Regions from separate parts of the Mus musculus genome. Here region 1 is linked to region 2. Evidence: chromatin contacts called from public Hi-C data. All regions are on one chromosome and are shown on one strand. The core of a region is the stretch at or near the end of the contact, and the rest is flanking DNA. Distances in the headings are between cores, read along the strand shown.

Region 1 (2,700 bases), core at 181-2,680, 160 kb after region 2:
CAACTGTCCATGGTTTCCAGCCTCAGTTGATATGGCAACAACACAGCTCTCACACCTAAGGCTCAGGGAACATCACAAGAAAGGAGGCAAAGGACTAGAAATCTACTGCAAGATTGTGTCTCCTGGAAATGACAGGGACATTTCACCCGGATTCCTCATCAATATGGCTACCTAAATAAGATCCAGACAGTGACCATACCAGTAGATATGAGGCTAACTTGGAAGGAGAAAATCTCCCAAGGCCCCACCACTTGAAAAAGAACTGCAGGAAAAAAAGATCTTTGGACAGGGGAAAAATTAATCATCTCCAAAGATGAGCTCACTAGCTAGGTATCCAATCCAATTGTTATCTGAGAAATCATTCACATACAAGCAGGACTGAGTGAACTGGGCAGGTTGCATAGATTTACATGTGTGTGTGTGTGCCTGTGAGTGCGTGTGTGTGCGCGCGCCCGTGTGTGTGTGTGTGTGTGTGTGTGTGTGTGTGTGTGCTTATACAATAATTAAAAAGAGGCCAAGAATTTGAGAGGTTCCAAGGGGGAAGGAACATGACTGAGGTTGGAAGGAGGAGGAAATTATGTAATTATATTTCATTTTGTTTAAAATGGCACAAAAAAAGGAAAGGAAAGGAAAGGAAAGGAAAGGAAAGGAAAGGAAAGGAAAGGAAAGGAAAGGAAAGGAAAGAAAAGAAAAGAAAAGAAAAGAGAAAGAAAAAAAAATAAAGAAAGGAAGGAAGTCAAAAATTTTGGCTGTGTTTCCCGAAGGATGAAGCTGCCACCCAGAGGCAGACATAACCAGAGGGAAGGTAGGATTCTGAGGTGAGAGGCTGGTAAAGGACAGGCAGCTCAACTCCAGCCATGTCCAGTTGAATCAAGGCTGTCAGCAGACATGTAGGCAGAGGCGAACCACAGCTTAGGGATGGAAGTCCAAGCTGGAAGTGGGAATTTTTGTAGAGTTCCTCTATGTATCCCTGTTTGATGTGAAGTAGAACTAGTGTGTATGCTAATTTTTAATACACTACCATTGCTGGAAAGACCAAAGTTAATTCTCATTGCTTTTGGAGATACCCCCCCCCCCATGAGGATTTTCCCTTCTACAGCATTTCTTCCAATGGGCAAAATCCAAATAAAAGACTTCTTTAAATTATTCTAAGGTTTTGTGGTCTTGTGACGATATAATGTACACTATTTATTCCTTGAAGATCCCCCCCCAAAGAATGTATTAAGTGTATTTTGAATAGGAAGAAGTATTCCATTGTAATAATTAAGTCACTCACTTGGGGGGCTTTCTAATTAGCCTGTAAGTATAGTTAGAGGATTCTTGAAGGTAAGTTTCATAGGGAAATAATAGCCACAGACTGTAACCTCAGCCTTCATCAGGTCTTTTCTTCCTTCTTATGGCCACACCAGACCTAAATACTTCCTTTTTTTTACGACTACATTAGTCACCCGTTATAGTCCTTGTCTGATTGTTAGTGACAACCTCTCTTGATTGGATACCCTTATACGTTTCAAAAAGCTTCACTTTTTTTTCTTTTGCATGACTTCACCTTACTGTAAACTAAATATTATCAACAAAGCATGAATTTGAAACAAGCTGTTAGGAATGGAAAATCTTCACTCTTAGTTCAGAAATTCTCTGGTTGGACACTGATTACAATCTGCTGATTAGGACTGGGAATTACTTGGGTGGTCCCAACAGAGGCTCAAGAAACCAGTGAGCTCCCCATTAGTACAAACTAAAGGCTGAATGACAGCGAGGTCGGTAGACAGACATGTGTGTACTTTATGTATTCGTAGAGAATGGAGGCTTTGCCTGAATGGAAACACATGGCAAATGGATTTAATAAAATTCTCTGAATGCTGAGCGGCAAAAGCATCTGCAGTGTGGTCACATCTGAGAGGACAAAAAGCTAAAGTTTTGACTCAGTGTTTTAGCCTAAAGCAAACTGTCTAAGAAGTTCATTGCTCCTGGGGACATAATTCACTCACCCCTGATGAGATATTTATCTCAACTCAACTCCACTCAACATGGGACATACTCTTGGCTTTGTTTGATTTTTAATGCATATGGGCAGCGATAATAATGCATCTCTATGTAATATAACTCTTGTGGGGAGTATACAGAGAAAATAAAGTGGGGGGGGGGGGAACGGACTGAAACCAAGAAGTATGCTTTAGTTTTATAAAAGAGGCAGAAGAAAATGAGGAAGATAGACAGGTTTTTTTTTCTTAAATCGTAACTCTTCTTACGTCAATGAAAACAGATGTAAACAGATGAAGTTTCACAAAGTCAGAGAGGATCTCAACCTTCAATGGTCATTTCAAAGTCATTACCACAGGGACCACATGCCCCTGTCACTTATGTCTTATAACATTGATACCCTGTGAATGGAAGATAGTTTTAAATGCATAATAACACAATTCTTTCTGTATCAGTTTGTATTAGTATTTTCCAGATTTTCAATGGTTATAAGAGAAAGTACTCAATAAAATAGTCTTGTTTTAACTTAGTTTTTATTTTTTTAACCACAGATTGTCAAACTTTCCTGAAAATGTCTTTGTTTCTTAGGAATTTTGATGCTACTGCAACGGAGGTTGTTTGCACCAGGTATGACTGAACCAGGAACACTAGATGCATTTTTAATATGTGACCTCAGTTGCACTAAGCTTAGAACATTTCACCTCAGCTTTCTTTACT
Region 2 (2,700 bases), core at 145-2,644:
TCCTTCTTAGCAGATGGAACTCTTCCTTTACCTCATCTGCCGTCTCCATGACAACCCTCCCCTTTCTCTTTCTGTGTTCTCTCTAGCCTAAGAACCCCATACATCACACTGGCTGGTGAGATGGTGTCAAGTGGAAACGATGGAGACAGAGGTGTGAAGGCCAAAGGCCTTGGACACAAGGATGGGATGTATCTTAATCTCTCAGCCTGGGATCTGCCGGGCAGCCTCCCTGAGTTTAATTTGTGTCACCTTGGGTCTGAATTGCTGTGGTAACATTTGTTATAACCAGAAAGTAGGCTCCCAACCTAATAGCAGTCTTGCCTTTTTGAAATGTCACAGTCTTGAATCATACCTACTGACACTTGTCTTCCAGGGGCTCTCAGGGCATGGAATGTGTGCAGATTTCATTTTGGTTAATCTCATTGTTTTGCAGTTCTCATTTAGAACTGCCCACAGGCTGTCACTTGACAGTGTTAACAGTCCGCCATTACAACATGCAAGGCCTTGTGAGCCGCTGAAGGTCATCTATCCCACCAATTAGAAACACAGGCCACATGGCTTCTGGCTAGGGGTTCTACACACATTTTAAAGGATCAGGCAAAAGAGCTTATTCCCCCCCCCCCCGAACTTAATTTCATTCATTAAAGGGCTGAGGTGTCTCCTGCCAGAAAAATCAATTTTCTAGTGGGACCTCGGCCTGGGATGGAGCAGACTCATCCCTACCCCCGCCCCGGAAACCTGACGGCAACAAAAGCAAAATACCTATTCGTGCCCATCCAGGCTTGTATGCTCGTCAGCCTGAGCATGTGCCTGGACATCCCAAAGGACAAAATCCAAAACACCAGGCTTTAGGAAACCTAAGAGTGCCAAACACCTAGAACAGTAAGCGCTCAGTGGGTGGGAGTGGGGAGGGCTGGGGGCTGGGGGCTGGGGGCTGGGGCAGTCTATATCAGGAATATATTTGCCACCTTGCTCTGAGAACTCTAAAAGCATGTCAAGACGGTTTATTACACTTAACATCTCTCGAAATGCCTGACTAGAGCACACTCATCTAAATACGTTTTTAGGAATAAAGCTTAAGCTGGAGAAATAAGATTTGGCAGAGATGGTGGCAGGGCGCGCATAACCAGTGTGTGAGGCTTGCTGAAGGAACACAAGAGTGGGGGCTTTGGGTTCCTTACATTCTCTCACCCATAGCCACAGATCTGTGAGCAGCATGCCCTCATGCTGCATTTGGGCTGAAATGAACGCAGCCAACTGCAGAGGGCCCAGGCAGTGGTGTCTGATGGGGCGCCCGCCCAGCATTGCTCTGGAGGTGAGGCTGGCGTGCAGGGCGGGGCTCCCGCCACCCCACCAGTGCTGCTTGGGTCCTCTGAAGCCGCCAGCTGCCAACTGAAACCCGAAACCCGGCTGCGTCTGCGGGCTGGCCCCACTCAGTTGTTCCAGCCTCTTGTACTGTATATTTACACATTCACACACAATCACTCTTTCTAACTTCTTGACTCTTTGCGCAACTGCTAGGATTTCTCAAGTGCATGTGGCAATTCAGCCCGGGTGAGAGAAAGCCGGTGGGACTCGGAAGGGAATCACGGGGCCGCGGGGCCGCCCAGGCTGCAGAGGGGACAGAACTAGAGCGAGACAGCGACTGCTGGGGGAGTCCCCCCCAACTTTCCATGCAGCTGTGGCTCTGGGGCTGCCCGGGCTTCCTCTGAGAGCAGCACGCAGGCCTGGCGAATGGGGTTCTGCGCTCGCCCTGGGAAGTAAAGGGCACCCTGCCGACTGGAACTCATCTTTAGGCCAGTCCTAGGAGCCTGGACATCGGAGCAGCCGCCAGCCATCCCTTGTAGGTCCGGCATCCCTGGCAGGGTAGGTGATTTGATTGCTGCTGTGGAGCTGGGGCTTGGGGGGAGGGGGGGAGAAACCACCCGGAGGGTGGGTGGATAGCAGCTTCAGGCTATAGGGAGGTAACTGCTGTGAGCCAGGAGCAACGCTGGGACCATACTGGTTCAGTGTGTGTGTGTGTGTGTGTGTGTGTGTGTGTGTGTGCGCGTGCGCGCGCGCGCGAGAGCACTCGCTTGCGTGTAAAACACAACAAGCAGGCATCTTGTGTTTCTGACTTACAAAACAAATGCAACTGATACAGTCTCTACTCCCGCCGTCTACCTTCTCCTTTCATCTGCTGATGTTTTAGCTAGTTTCAGAGTTGCCTAGACAACTGGCGTGTGGAGGTAGATTTCAGTATATATTGTGTTACTATTGTACCGGAAAGTGGTAATCTTCGGTGGATTTTAAGACACACAGATGGGTTTAGACTTCTTGAAGGAGTAGTATTTTGAGGAGGTATCCACCTACTTTAAAAGAGAAGCAGGCAGTACATTCTTATTAAAGATAACTTTAGCAGTATTTCTTGTGAAAGTCCTCAAAGAGAGATTATTAGGCGGAATGCCTTTGAGATGCTAGGCTGTCTAATATGGGCTAGTGACCCAGCTCCTGGCTCCACTGTAATCTGTTCCAACTCATCTGAGTAAGTCTCTCCCTAGTGTGTTTGTTTTTGTCCCTTTACTCACCATATTACAGATTAGTCCCGTTTAGCTTCCAAAACATCACTGTTTCATCCCATTCTTCAAAAAGGAAATGAGAAAGTCAGGTGAGGTGCCTGAAATATACAAAGTGTAAAAGCTTTGCTTACTCATAAGTATA

The links. A called contact is a pair of places that touch in the nucleus more often than the background predicts.
Region 1: a Hi-C map of peritoneal macrophages shows a contact between it and region 2, with 3 times the contacts expected there. The contact joins the enhancer-like site here to the promoter of Arhgap24 in region 2. A contact is called at or near these places in 3 of 39 promoter capture datasets (cranial neural crest, liver and maxillary cranial neural crest) and 3 of 484 Hi-C or Micro-C datasets (myeloid progenitors, nephron progenitors and peritoneal macrophages).

Annotation. Positions count from the first base shown.
Region 1 is chr5:102,638,576-102,641,275 of GRCm38.p6, forward strand. The region is part of intron 2 of Arhgap24 (Rho GTPase activating protein 24); the gene reads left to right. Among named protein-coding and RNA genes, the nearest start is that of Gm30396, 8.6 kb to the left of the region's middle. Within about 2 kb of position 1,431, at least 11 of the 459 cell types and tissues checked have an H3K27ac peak or open chromatin away from gene starts, as enhancers often do.
Region 2 is chr5:102,479,997-102,482,696 of GRCm38.p6, forward strand. It overlaps Arhgap24 (Rho GTPase activating protein 24), which reads left to right and starts at 1,395. Exons shown (of 10, transcript NM_029270.2): 1 at 1,395-1,866.